Linked DNA regions of Mus musculus: regions 1, 2, 3 and 5 are each linked to region 4. A link is a contact called in public HiChIP or PLAC-seq and promoter capture Hi-C data. All regions are on one chromosome and are shown on one strand. The core of a region is the stretch at or near the end of the contact, and the rest is flanking DNA. Distances in the headings are between cores, read along the strand shown. Region 1 holds the start of Glce (glucuronyl C5-epimerase). Region 2 holds the start of Rplp1 (ribosomal protein, large, P1). Region 3 holds the start of Kif23 (kinesin family member 23). Region 4 holds the start of 2300009A05Rik (RIKEN cDNA 2300009A05 gene). Region 5 holds the start of Anp32a (acidic (leucine-rich) nuclear phosphoprotein 32 family, member A).

Region 1 (2,700 bases), core at 143-2,642, 1.3 Mb after region 4:
AGGAGAGAGGTCTTTTGAAACTGTTGGGAGAGCAGCAGATTGTGTGGGCAAACGCAGTATTGTAGCAGGGAAATAAGGGATGAGAAGGTGGGGACCACAATACACTTTAATTTTCTCAAGACGTGGGATTCTCAGGACAGGGCAGCTCGAGTGGATAGAACCGGCAGGGTAGTTGTGTTCTGTTCAAATAACAGGGGATAATGAGTGTGTTCTGGGGATAAAGGGGCTAAAAAATTGATAATGGGGGTGGGGGTGGGGGTGGGGGAGCTGACTGAGTCTGGGCCTGGCTGAGGTCCAGTGCACAAGGGCAGGAGTTAACCTTGAGAAAGAGTAAGGCTACTTTTTGTGTTGGGCAAGGGAGACTAGGGGAAGATGAAGGAAAGCTACAGGGCAGGCATAATAATGAGTGAAGGGACTTAAATGTGAGGGGGGAATGGGAAAGGCTAGGAAAGCCCAGTTTCTGAAGCCAGTACAGATAAGCACCACAGTTTCCATTCCTTCCTTTTAGATTTATTGAATGCTCTATACCCTACCTGTGCTAAACATTACTGGGCCCTATGGTCTGTAAAGATACAAGTTCTCGGGTTTGTTAGGTTAGCACTCGTTTGAGATTTCGTTCTTCATCTTTGTGGAAGACTTTAAGTAGAACGCACAAATGAATTAGAAAGGTCCTTTGTTGGACCAGATAAACTGGGTTGGAGCTTAAAGCACCCGTGACGATATCATCGCCGTTTGAAATAAAAACGGAAGAGAGTCCGAAATGGGAGAAAGCTACACTAAAGGAGGAGACCGAAGTGAGTAAAGTGAGGCTGTAAGTCTTCAGGCTGGCAGATGGGACCTCCCTGTTCACTTCAGAGAGCAGTGAAAACGCACGGACAGCTCTTCGGTTTAAGCACTATTTAGTTCAGCTTCTCCGCTAAGTGTCTCTACGGCGGCCGAAGAGGACCAAACTTTGCCCAAACCACGTCATCTAAAGTACCTCTGCAACTGCCCAGGTAGCAAACTGACATCGGGTCAGCAACACCTTCGCCCGCAATTTATTGATGATAGGCGGGGAGAATTAGCTCTACTCTTTTGCAATTGGTCACAGGAGAATGCGAGTCCCGCCTTCTGCGCTGCCACCGTTGATTGGTTTTTTGGAACTGTCATTCGAGGACTCTCCGCCCCCTCATCATAGCTCCTCCCCTTAATATGGCCCCTCCTCTTGGTGACCCCGCCTTCTACACCGAATCTAACAGGCTGACGGAGCTGCCATTCGAAGAGCCTCCGTCCCGCCCTCTCCTCCCCGGCATGGCCTCGCCCCTTACCGTGGCTGGGATCTCGCGGGAAGAGCCGCGGGCACGGCGGCGGCTCGGCTCCCCAGTAGCGCGCCGAGCGGGCGGGCTCTCCTCACACGAGCGCTTCCTCGCCGAGAGGCTGGAGCTGCGGCAGCGCAGGCCTGGGCCGCCGTGTCTCTGCCGCTCGCTTCAGTTTTCCTCAGGGCTCTGGGGGCCGCTCGTCCGCCGACGCGCCTCAGGTGAGGGAGCTCGTCGTGTCGTGGCTGAGGGGCGGCCGTGGCAAGTGGGCTCGCGACGGGGGCGGCTCCCGGGGATGCGCGGCGTTCCGAGTGCGGGGATCTTGGGTGACGCGGCGGGGGCTGGGGTCTCGGGGCTTCTTTGGCTTTGGAGTGGGGGTGGGTGGCTGCCCAGGCGGTCCCGGGTCTCTAGGGTCGCGGGAGCGCGTCCTGTGTCCTGCCTGAGAGCCCGGGTGCTGGCATAGCGCGGTTCTGGGACTTGGAGACCATTTCTGGCGATCCCGTGCAGTTGAGGGGCTTGGGATACAGTTTAGCCTTGTCCGGAGGGCACGGGGAGACCTATGAGCGGAGAGGGGTCCGCTTGGCATTCCTGGGGTAAAGCAGGAGGATGTCAGGGTTCCAGAGACTTGGGTTTGTTTAAGGTCGCCATGGGGTGATAAGACGATGCCCGTGTCCCTCCCGGGAAGGAACGGACTGGGTGGGTGTGGGTGGGGGCGGGAAGCGTGCATGGGGAGACCAACATTTGTATTGGGGTTTCTGCTTCGCCCAGAGGGGGGCGGTAACTGTGCGTGATGGTCCCCATTCTTTTTCGGGGCGACAAGGAGGGTGATTTTGCCGTGTGGGCGCGGCTCAGCGGTCTCTGGGTCTCCAGGGGTGCCAGACCCGGTTTCAGGAGCCACCCCATGGCACTGCTTGTGGCTTTCGGTATCTGACGGTCTCGATCTGGTCTCTCTCTCTTTCTCGATGAGATTTAACTCAGTGCTTCTTCGTTGGACGCTTGATCGGGGCAGTTGCCTAGTTGGAGACACAGTGGGCTTGTTCTGCAGTTTTCTTTTCTTTGCCCCAGGATACCTTTGGGGACGCGCTGGTGTCGCCGGAGCTCTGATCTCCGGAGGAGAGGAGAGGAGCGATACCAGACTTGAGCATGTTGTCTGGAATACCTGACTGTTGAGTGAGGGTTTAGATCTGAGGGTAGGGCGGCTGTGCGATTTGGGCTTTCTGTTTTAGGTAGTGTTTGATGGTCTTGCATGGTTAAATCTGTCCTGAATTTGCCTGGGTGTTAGGTAGTGCCAAGAAGCATCCTTTCTAAAGGTTTTGTGGAAGAGGGGTAATTAAAAACAAAAGTGTAGCATATTATGTATGTATGTCTCAAGTCCAGATTTCTACAAAAGCGTCATTGGCAACCT
Region 2 (2,700 bases), core at 17-2,516, 1.5 Mb after region 4:
GGGGAGGAAGATCCAACATTCCAGGTAATCTTCAACCACATAGCAAGTTCAAGGCCAGCTGAGGTACATGACACCCTGTCAGGGTGTGTGTGTGTGTGTGTGTTTAGACTGAAGGCCATGTCAAATTCCACTGAGATCATGAACAGAATTTTGATTGGAACTATATTACTTGGAGAAAATTCTCCGTTTTAGGCTCTTATCTGTGAAAACTATATTGCTCTACTTAGGTTCCTTTTGCTGTTTCATAGCTTCTTTGTGGTCCTGAGATTAGAATTTTATTAACTTTAAAGAAACCACTTAATCTAGTATGCACTACATTCTAGTTGCAAGTTTCTAGCACCAAGGTCACCTCTACACAAGCTGACCACACACGAGCTGTACCCTAACCTGAGGGGTGTTTTTATTTAATTGTGTATATGAGCACTTGGGGTTTCTATTGCTGTGACAAAGTACCATGCACTAAAAGAGAGGCAAAGGAAAACGTTTGTTTATTGATACTTGCTTTTGATGTCTGCGCATCAAAGTTACTCTCCTGGTTTTCTAGGGGTTCTATATAATTAGTTGCCGAATTTTATCACGTGGTCTCCTACTTCTGTGGGTTTTTTCCTCACCATACCTCGCGTGACACTTTAAAGAGTGTTTACTTTTATGTGTACTTGAGCGTGTCTGCTGACCTCTGTCAGGATCAGAGCCCCTGTTACTGGATTTCCTGGCACTTTTCGGGGTGCGGGAGCCAAACCTGAGAGCTGCAAGATGGCTTAACTTCCGCCCCTCTGTGCTTTTTCAATGTAATGAATTAAACATTAACCACGATATATTGCATTTGATATGCAACTCCGGGTCCCGGGTGGTATTTATCAACCTCATCACAGACACAGTTACTACGGCGCGCACGCCCGGGGTGAGGGTGGGTTGGGAAGTCCACCACGTGATCCGCAAGGCTTGAGGCGGAGAGCGACTTTTCAGTGTACCCAAGCCGTGGGAACGCGCCTGTCAGTTTAAGCAGTACGTCTCCCCCGATAGCTCTCTCCCTTTAGCCTGTTAATCTCTACTGTTGAGCACTTGTAATATTCGCAAGCCCCAAAGGCCAATCGCACCGGAAGTCGAACGCGCAAATCCGGAACTGCGTTCTGCAGACGCGCCTCCTCTCGGTTTTGGCCCTGCCCCTTCCGTCTCGAGTCGGGCATCGATTGGTCGGCGCGGTCCCATAAGAAGCTGCGCGCAGGCGTATATGATCTTTTCCTCAGCTGCCGCCAAGGTGCTCGGTCCTTCCGAGGAAGCTAAGGCCGCGTTGGGGTGAGGCCCTCACTTCATCCGGCGACTAGCACCGTGCCGGCAGTCTACAGCATGGCTTCCGTCTCCGAGCTCGCTTGCATCTACTCCGCCCTCATCCTGCACGACGACGAGGTGACGGTCACGGTAAGTGCGGGATAACCCCGGGCCGGCCACGTGTTTGTGCGGCGGACACCCGGCTCCGCCCGGACTTCGCATTCTCAGGCATTCGGTGACTTGGAGGCCTGTGAGGCGTATGCGCTCTGTCCTCCCCGCGCGGCCCAACCCGAGACAGGTGAATGGCGGTCCCGAGCGCGCATGTTAGGCCTACTGTTTAGAGTGGGCTGTTTTTATCTAAGTTTTAGGCCTCGAACTCAGGTCGTCAGGCCTGCGGGACAATCCCACAGCCCGCTGAGCCTTCAAACCTGGCCTTGTCTTTTTTAAGGTTGACTTTAGCCCAAGTACGAAACTTAACTCTGTATAAGTGACTGAGTTTTAGCCGCATTCTGATCGTTCTGACGGGTTGGCGTTTGTGTTCCAGGAGGATAAGATCAATGCCCTCATTAAAGCAGCTGGTGTCAGCGTCGAACCTTTCTGGCCTGGCTTGTTTGCCAAGGTAAGTTTTGGGGTTACACTTGGTAATGTACGATTTCCACCACCAGCCTTGATTTTTGTATCTTAGTTTGTACTTATTGATGTGGCTTTTATGTCAGGCCTTCACGGTCCATGGCTTGAGAATGAGTTTTGTTGCCTCTTAAGTTTGGGCATTTGAAGCAGTGAGATTCATGCAAAGTGGATAGCTACATTCTATTTATACAAACAGCTTTATTTCTGGCAAGTGGGGTCAATCAACTGGTGGCAGTTGTATATTGATTCCCTGTAGTCCTGAACATTGCTTTGGTCTCATGGGTGAAAAGAGCTTAATTGAATCATTAAATCTTGCAGCACAAAACTAAAAGCCTTTTCTATGTCTCTGTTGTAGGCTCTGGCCAATGTCAACATTGGGAGCCTCATCTGCAATGTAGGGGCTGGTGGGCCCGCTCCAGCAGCTGGAGCTGCGCCTGCTGGTGGTGCTGCTCCATCCACTGCCGCCGCCCCAGCTGAGGAGAAGAAAGTGGAGGCAAAGAAGGAAGAGTCCGAGGAGTCTGAAGATGACATGGGCTTCGGTCTTTTTGACTAAACTGCTTTTGTTAAGTTGGCTAATAAAGAGCTGAACCTGTAGGTGGACTGGTCTCACTTGTAAGCCACAAAGCTCTTGGAGTTTCAGAGATGGTAGCAGGTCCCAAAAAAATGTCAGGGAAGGAGGGTCTTGACCAAAGCCACCATGAGTTATATAAATAAGACCTGGGTCAAAAGAACTAGACGATCTGGGTAGAGAATGGGTGGGTCTGTCTCCAGGAAGCCCCTTCAAGCAACTGTTCAGAGAGC
Region 3 (2,700 bases), core at 25-2,524, 1.5 Mb after region 4:
AGGTGAGGCATTCTCCGAGGAAAGGAAGGCTGAGAGACAGCAGAGAGACTCGAGTGTGGGGGCAGAAACGTTCCACGCATGAGCGTTGGGCTTGGGACAGGTGAGAGGTGACGCAACTGAACAGGAAGACTAGCCTCAGGGCCCCACTGAGGGTCTCAAGCAAAGGGCGATGACCCACCCTAGGGCTCTCCCAGACCTGTGACTTATAGGTGAGAGTGCAGTCAAATGGATCGGTTTTGGAAAGTGATGGTGGCAAAGCCTGGTAGCTTTCTATCTGCTTCTGGAAATTTATCCATGGATGCATTTTCAGGTTTATTCATCGAAGCAGTTTGCAACAGTAAATATTGGAAAGACTAATGTCCAGTAATATGGACATTAACTATGGATATTAAACTGGCTATCCTTATCAGTGCTGGCCCTAAAGGAAGTTCTAAGTGGAGCTTGAGTCACAGAACGCAGGTGTGGCTACATCCCTGGGGAATCGTCAGCATGGGGGCTGGGATTAAATGAGAAAGAATCAACTTGTAGAAGGCAAAGGGTAAACGGTGGTTGCACAAGGGCAGTGGGTAGATTTTATGCATCTCTGTATATCCAGGAAACATCAAAATCAAGAATTTGAAGGTTAAGGATGTGTGGCTTAGTGGTATCACCTTTGCCTAACATTGTGAGGCTCTAGGTTTGATCACTAGCACCATGAAACACACACACACACACACACACACACACACACACACACACACACAGAGAGAGAGAGAGAGAGAGAGAGAGAGAGAGAGAGAGAACTGGAGAATCCAGAGAAAGGAACTTACAACAGGTTGTCTGCCAAGTTGGTATAGTCTTCAAGATCATTCTGGGGTCCTCACTGTAAGTGTGAGGCCAGCCTGGGATACAAGATACTCTCGTCTCAAAATAAATATCAAAAGTAAGATAAAATGTAAACGTAGAACTAAAAGTAAAGGTAAAAATAAAATATAAATACAATAAAATGAATAAGATGATGTGGTAGCCAGCGGCCAGCCTGAAATTAGAACATGCCCGACCAAGGCTTTACTTCCTTAGAGGTTCTCAGGACAAAGACTGGGAGATCTCAGCTTCTGCGTCAGAACGGAAGGGCGGAAGGGCCGGGATTTCCCCTCTCAGGTTTTTCTCCAGCGCTGCCCTCCTCAGCCTCCGGCTGGCGCCCTTGGGTTGCCAAGGAGACGAGCGCCCCTGCTGGCCGTGCCAGCGCTCCCCGAGGCCCCGCCCCTTCGCCGCAGGCGGCCGCTGATTGGCCTGTTTGAAATGCGCCGGGCGGGCGCACACTTGGGCTTGCAGCGTCGCCGCCGGGCTCTCCTCAGATTGAGTCCTGGTCCCCGCGGCCGTGGTTTGCTCGGCTTAGTTCCCGCCAGCCTTGCTCCTGTCGGAGCCCGACGTCCCGCGCGCGCGTCAGGATAGCACGGAGCCTGCGGTCATGAAGTCAGCGTGAGTACTGGTGGGAGGACTGCGTGGGGGTCGCCGCCCTCCTCACGCTGAGACTGGGGACTGCCCGGGAGCTGAGTCCGTAGTACAGTGTAGGCCGAAGCTCCGCACTGCAGAGTTCTGGTGGCTGGCGACCCTGGTGTGCCGGCGCCCTCCCAGTCCTCTGAGCCCGCGAAGGCTGCCTCCGAATCCGGGGCTGTCTGCCACCACCTCCTCGGGTTGCCATCCTTTGGGCTGCCCATCCCTCCCCAGCTTCCTTCCTCCCCGCCCGCTGCGCAGGTGGCAGGTCTGGGGACCCCGGGCGGCGCGCAGCCGGGGTGCGCGCTGGCACTTTGGGGGAGTTGAGCCTCCACAGCTCCGTCGGCATCCCTTCCCTAGTTCTAGCCTTGAGGTCAGGGTCCTTCTGCAGCTCCGCCACCTTGCGCTATCTTTGTCCCCAGGCCATCCCACACGCCTACTCTATCTCCCACGCCCACATTCCTCAGTATTCCTAGACTCTTCAGGAGAGCCACATCCTGGTTACACTTTTACTGCGAAGGAGGGCTGGCTTTAGAAATCGTTACTTTCACACGCACACACACGAAAAAAAAAAAAAACGGAACTTTTTAAAATGAGGAAACGTCAGTCTTTATATTTACTTAAGGATACCTACCCTAGTATATCGCTGGACTCTGGTTTGCTTCTAGTTTACGTGTGACTCTATTGAGAAAAGTACTTTAATAATCTACAGTCTAAACGAGTCTTTTGGTTTAATTTGTGTTAAATATTCTTGTAGCCTATAAACGAGAAAGGAAAAAAAAGTTAAATGATAGAGAATGTTGAAATAAAATAATTTTTTATATTGTTTACTTAAAATAGCAAGACATTTCAGCATTGTGAATAATCTAATCTTCCTACATAGCATGAGCAAATCTCTGAATTTGCACTCCAACACTTAAAAAAAATACAAACAAAAGTTCCACTGAGTACTAATGGTATCAAAAGTGTATTTTCCCAATTGAAATTTTAATGAGTTAAATTACATATACCACATTTCTCGAGTACAGTTTATTGTTTATATACATGTTATTTGCTGTGCGGTATTTGAGATTGCTGGGAAATGATTTTTTTAAGCCTTAGGAAGTTCATTGTTAGAATTTGTGATGTCTTCTATGTTAGTGTTGAATTTATGGCTTTTTTTTCTCTTTTTAACCAGGAAGGCTAAGACGGTCAGAAAACCTGTAATAAAAAAAGGATCTCAGA
Region 4 (2,707 bases), core at 141-2,640:
TGCTTTTAAAACTTTACTTTGAAAATGACAGTTCTGCTGCAGCTCCCTACCTCCCTTCAATAGTCCTCCTAGCTATTCTGCATATCAAATATATCATGACTTCACCTAATCTTTCTTTAAAAATCGATATCTAATAGAGAATCTTATAAAGTTCAAACTATTTGCATGACTGCAAAACCCCCCTAAATATTTAACATATTTGTGGAATGAACTCAATGTTGACTAACCCAAAACTGGTGACTATAAAAACAAAAATGTTGCTGGAGAGATGGCTCAGTGGTTAAGAGCATTGGCTGCCCTTCCAGAGGACCTGAGTTCAATTCCCAGCTACCACATGGTGACTCACAACCATCTGTAATGGGATCTGATTTCCTCTTCTGGTGTGCATGAAAATGGAGCACTTGTATACACAAAATAAACAAATCTTCTTTAAACATCACACTATTCTACATCCTTCTTGAATTTTCAGCAAATAATTGTTATATAGTTCCAACACAGAGAATTACTTCATTTGCATATGGTACTTTCCAGAAACCTCATCCTATTTACTCATTCTCCCCACAAAAATTGAGGACATATAAGAGTAATGATACTTTAGACATGAGGTTGTATGCTAGCAGAAAGTCTGAGAAATGCTTCCCTTACACTTTCATGGGTAACTGAGATTGTTAAAGGTTGGTGACTGCCAATTCCGGTCCTAGTATTTACTGTGTTCTCAGGAGGGAAGTTTTTCTGAGCTTTAGGGCACTAAATGAGAAAACATAGGACTGCTTTTCGGGTTTTGGGGGTGGTGGTGCGGGGACAGGGAGGCAGTTGAGACTTGCTCTTCTATGTAGCCCAGGCTGGCCTCCACCTCCCCATCCTCACATCTCAGCCTTTTCAGGGCTGTGATTCCAGGCAAGCGCCACATCTGGCTTGGGACCCTATCTTGCACTATCTAGGTAGGATTCAGTCTGGACAGTGAACACGACTGTGAGGACATCTGCACATACGTGCAGTCTGAGGTCACCAAGCGTCCAGCCCGGGCAAAGGCCAGGCCTTGGTGTCAGCTCACTTTCCTGTGCACACCTCAAGCACCTCAGCATCCCTGAGGATTTCCCTGGAGCCCAGCGCCTGACAGCCAGACCGGGTTTGTCGCTGTGGAGGATTGTTTTAACATTGTCTCCCTGCTCCGAGGTTACCTGAGGCCAGAGGTGACAATTTTCCTGATCTGCGCAGTCGCTCCGCCCTCCCGTCCCGTCCTGTGCGCACGCGCCGCACCTCAAGGCGCTCTCACCCGCGCGCTGCCCGCTGGGTGTCCCCCGCCCTGGCCTAGGGTGGTGAGGGGAACACGCATGCGCACACTCGCCTGACCCCGCCCCCAGAGGCCCGGCCCCAGGGGCCCAGGGCCGGCTCCCCGGCGTGCCCCGGCCATGGAGGCCCTGCGGAGGGCCCACGAGGCTACGCTGCGGCTGCTGCTGTGCCGGCCCTGGGCCTCGGGCGCCGCCTCCCGCCCGAAGCCCCGCGCCTCGGAGGTGCTGACGCAGCACCTGCTGCAGCGGCGGCTGCCGCACTGGACTTCCTTCTGCGTGCCCTACAGTGCGGTCCACAACGACCAGTTCGGCCTGTCGCACTTCAATTGGCCGGTGCTGGGCGCCAACTACCACGTCCTGCGCACCGGCTGCTTCCCCTTCATCAAGTACCACTGCTCCAAGGCGCCCTGGCAGGACCTGGCCCCGCAGGACCGCTTCTTCACCGCGCTCAAGGTCATCAACCTGGGTGAGTGGCGGCGCCCTCGTCTGACCCAGGCACTCCTCCATCCCAGGGCGGCCGCTGGCCCACAAGCACGCTGCTCGCTCTCCAGGGCCGGCCCTTCGCATCCCCGGTGGGCTGCTTGCAGCACCCCTGAGGTCGTGCCCTGCCACTGTCCACCCGGGAGAACCCTGCCCAGGGCAGCGAGGAGTGAGTCCCGACAGTGGCTCCGAAGTTGCTTAGCAAGAGTCATTCCCGCGCTCATCACCAAGAGCCTTTGGAGGACAAAAAACTGGACGGACTTTTAAAGTTTCTTTGTCTTTCTGTGAAATCTCAGCAATTGTGTTTTGCTAAAAGCAGTAGGTTCTCTCCAGACATCATATTTTCTCAGGTGCTAGACTTAAAAGATGCTGTCTTTTAAGATCCTTTAGTATCTATATTCCTGAAGATAATCTAATTCTGACGGTCCTCCTGCTAGATGTGTGTGTTCTGTGGTCTAATGGCAGAAGAGTCAATATCACGGATTGTAGATGTGACAGCATTTTATAGATTAGGGAAAAATTCAAGTCCTCAAGATGTTTCGGACCTATTAATAGCTGCTAAAAAAAATATTAACTTAGATGTCAGTCACTCAAACTCTATACAAGGAAGCAGAACCAGTATAATCCAAATAGTTTTTTTTTAAATATTGCTGTCTAGGGATTTATTAACTTTTTTATTAGATTATTTTCTTTATTTACATTTCAAATGTTATCCCCTTTCCTAGTTTCCCCTCCGAAAATCCCCTATCCCCTTCACCCTCCCCCTCCAAATAGTTTTTTTTTTTTTTTCAATCCAAAATTAACACTAAACTCTGTGTAGCCGTACTAGTGTTACATATAGTCTGGTAGTTCATTCAATTTAATAAAGCATGGGCATTTCTGCTTATAATAACTCAAATAGCACTTACGGGATTTTTGAGCCATTGTCCCCCTGG
Region 5 (2,700 bases), core at 84-2,583, 1.1 Mb after region 4:
CTCGTGCCCATTTATTAACCAAGCGCCGAATGGCTGCCAGGGAGCCCACCCCAGGAGAAGCAAGGACCGGGAAGGTGGGGTGTCTGCTGCCGATGAGGCGTCAGGGTGCCAAGGCTGGCATCTGGGGAGGGAGCCGGGGGCCAGAACGGGACGCAGCCTCCGGGCAACTTACATTAGCGACGCTCGTGGTTGGGGAGGCGCGAGGATTATCTGAGCATTTGCACACTTCACAATCCCTCCCCCTTAACCTAAGGTACCCCCCCTCCCTTTCCGCGAGGAAGAAGGGAGAAAAGACAGCATCTGGCCCAAAGGTGGGGTGGAAAGAGTGAGAGAGAAAGGAGAAGGAAGGCAGACAGAGAAAGGGAGGGAGGGAGAGAAAGGGCGCGTTCACGAACACGACAAAGTTACAAATATGGCTCCCCACCTCTCGCCTCATCCCCGCAGAGAAACGAAGACGCGCTTTAAACTCGAGCCATCTCCCAACTCCGCAGCAGTCGGGTCCCCACGCGCTCTCCCCGGGGTCCTCGGGCTACATTGATCAGAAACTATACCGGACTCGCGAAGCCCAAAACTTATTGTGTGCGAGCGAGCGAAAGAGACTGCAAAGGGAGGGGGCAGGCGCGGGAGGGGGCGGAAAGGGGGTTACGCTTCTAAAATATAACAACCCCTTTTTGTTGTTTAATCCAGGAGGCAGCCCATCTTCTCCTCCCCTCGATCATCTTTTCCATCCAGATGCAAGTCGTGGGAGCTGAGAGCTCGGACGAGGGTGAAATTGCCGCCTTCCCTCCGACCCGAACGCGTGCGCCCCGCCGGCCCCCCGCTGGGTGCACACTCGCACGCACACCCTCGCACCCATACCCGCACACGCGGGAGCACACGCACAGGTAGTCAGTCACACACCAAGGGCAGCAGCGACGGCGGACGAAACATGCTCCGGTGGCATTGCAACCCCCCCCACCCCCGCCATCCAACCTTGCAATTCATTTGCAGTCAGACCCCAAACCCCACACCTTCCCCGGAGCCCCCCTCCATAAAAAAGTGCCTTCCCCCCAAAACACACACGCACACATAACACAAAGTAGGAGAATGGACCGACAGAGATATTTTTGGCAAATGCTCACATCAGAGGGCGTCCTGTTCCGCAGCTCTAAATAAATCCGTTTGTCCATCTCCATCTCTCGCGCTCTCTCTTTCTGCAGAGGATCCTGCGCCAGCGGAATTCAATCAATAAACCCCGAACCCACGGCCGCGCGTTTTAGGACTTTGAAGGCTCAACCAGCTCCGCTCGGTTCTCGAGCCCCCAGCACCCGCGGCGCACACTAACCTGATCGCCGTAGAGGCGGGACCTGCGGCTCCTTGCGTGGAGCGGCGGCAACAAGAGCCAATCAAATGGCGAGGCTTCGGACGCCAGCCAATAGTGGTGGTGGCGGCGGGGGGCAGGGTCCAATGGGCATCCTGCGCAGCGGGCCAGGGAGGCTCAGCCATTTGGCTGTGGTGCCGGAGACGGACCCCTTTAGATACCGGGGCCGCCGAAGAGGAGCGCGGCTGCACCTTGGTGGTTGCGCGCTGGGGGCGGGAGGGAAGGCAGGGCAGGTGCGTGGACCTGAAGGTTCGTGGCCGGGGGCGGGGCCGCAGGTGCGTGGACACGGGAGGGGCGGGGTCCTTGCGGGGGCATCCTCTGGGTGCTGGGCGGGCGGACGAGGCCTGGGGCGCGCGGGCACAAGGCAGGCCCAAGGAGGGCGCGCATTTTTGGAGCGCACGAAGGACAAATCCCACCACACACACACACACCCCGGGATGCCCACTTGGCACAACCCCTCCGACCGGTCTGCTCCCATCTCCGCAATTAAATAATCAAGTCTTAAGTGCATGACGCTCCCACATCCAAAGGAGCGAGGGCGCGATCTCGACCCCAGAGGCTTGGCAATCTGATGCCCTGTCTTAAAAGAAGCAATTCCCCGAGAGTCATCGGGGGGATCTTGTATAGGGCAATTAATGAATGGAAAGGCCGCAGATGGAGAACTGTATAAAATATTAAAAAGTGGAAAAGGAAGGTGCTGGGAACTGCCGATTCTCAGAGCCGAACATAATTGACGGGCTTTATAGGATTTTTTGAGAGAGAGCGTTGCACGTTTCATTCTAATCGTTTGGTTGGATCTGCATTGCCAAAGAGTCGCTAACTGGGGGCACTTACGCCAGGTCTTACAGTTGCTTTGGGTTTTGTTTTTGTTCGACCACGTTACGTTTTTTAAGAAACCTTTACAGCCCTGGTTCCCATTGGGTTACCAGCTTCCTATGGGCAGCCCTCGGACCTCATGGTACTATGTGGATGTCCGGCTGTGAACAAATTACGGGATACATGTTTAATTTTATTCACACAACTTTATCATAGTGTCTTTTCCTATGTGTCTTCATCTACACGCTTCTGCAAACACCCCCAAAGTAATTCTTTTTTTGAGACATTAGAACTAAGTATTTTATTTAGTTAGTTCTTTTAGATCAAACAAATGGATTTGAAAGCTGATAAATGTTTATTCTAAGTAGCTGGAAGTACAAAATAAAACCATTTCGTCTGGGTAAATATGTAATTTCTTTACGTTGTTCATTTGACATTTCTTATCCTTAGATTTTTGTTAATTTTTACAAAGGCTGTATATCTGGAATGTTTCAATTGTATTGTTTCCTTTTAAAAACACAAAG

What was found. Promoter capture Hi-C pulls out the DNA fragments that hold promoters and counts their contacts. HiChIP or PLAC-seq counts read pairs in DNA pulled down with a chosen protein or histone mark.
Region 1: a contact with region 4 is called in a promoter capture Hi-C map of erythroid cells, with 17 times the contacts expected there. The contact joins the promoter of Glce here to the promoter of 2300009A05Rik in region 4. A contact is called at or near these places in 2 of 39 promoter capture datasets (erythroid cells and liver) and 1 of 484 Hi-C or Micro-C datasets (B cells).
Region 2: a contact with region 4 is called in a promoter capture Hi-C map of erythroid cells, with 24 times the contacts expected there. The contact joins the promoter of Rplp1 here to the promoter of 2300009A05Rik in region 4.
Region 3: a promoter capture Hi-C map of erythroid cells shows a contact between it and region 4, with 33 times the contacts expected there. The contact joins the promoter of Kif23 here to the promoter of 2300009A05Rik in region 4.
Region 5: an HNF4G HiChIP or PLAC-seq map of pancreatic cancer cells shows a contact between it and region 4. The contact joins the promoter of Anp32a here to the promoter of 2300009A05Rik in region 4. A contact is called at or near these places in 2 of 39 promoter capture datasets (erythroid cells and pre-B cells), 1 of 115 datasets of contacts at active chromatin or transcription factors (pancreatic cancer cells) and 1 of 9 other capture datasets (liver).

The regions. Positions count from the first base shown.
Region 1 is chr9:62,121,301-62,124,000 of GRCm38.p6, reverse strand. Glce (glucuronyl C5-epimerase) reads left to right here and starts at 1,392. Exons shown (of 5, transcript NM_033320.5): 1 at 1,392-1,516. Mir5133 (microRNA 5133) reads left to right here and starts at 1,407; the gene lies at 1,407-1,483.
Region 2 is chr9:61,913,076-61,915,775 of GRCm38.p6, reverse strand. It overlaps Rplp1 (ribosomal protein, large, P1), which reads left to right and starts at 1,266. Exons shown (of 3, transcript NM_018853.3): 1 at 1,266-1,419; 2 at 1,814-1,888; 3 at 2,255-2,493. The coding sequence starts at 1,348. The coding sequence ends at 2,452.
Region 3 is chr9:61,945,373-61,948,072 of GRCm38.p6, reverse strand. It overlaps Kif23 (kinesin family member 23), which reads left to right and starts at 1,274. Exons shown (of 23, transcript NM_024245.4): 1 at 1,274-1,461; 2 at 2,654-2,700. The coding sequence starts at 1,451.
Region 4 is chr9:63,397,927-63,400,633 of GRCm38.p6, reverse strand. 2300009A05Rik (RIKEN cDNA 2300009A05 gene) reads left to right here and starts at 1,390. Exons shown (of 2, transcript NM_027090.1): 1 at 1,390-1,758. The coding sequence starts at 1,413. It overlaps Gm16759 (a long non-coding RNA gene), which reads right to left and starts at 1,317. Exons shown (of 5, transcript XR_003948339.1): 1 at 1,182-1,317.
Region 5 is chr9:62,339,976-62,342,675 of GRCm38.p6, reverse strand. It overlaps Anp32a (acidic (leucine-rich) nuclear phosphoprotein 32 family, member A), which reads right to left and starts at 1,333. Exons shown (of 7, transcript NM_009672.3): 1 at 1,122-1,333. The coding sequence starts at 1,175. Gm20346 (predicted gene, 20346) reads left to right here. Exons shown (of 2, transcript NM_001378702.1): 2 at 688-1,174. The coding sequence ends at 752.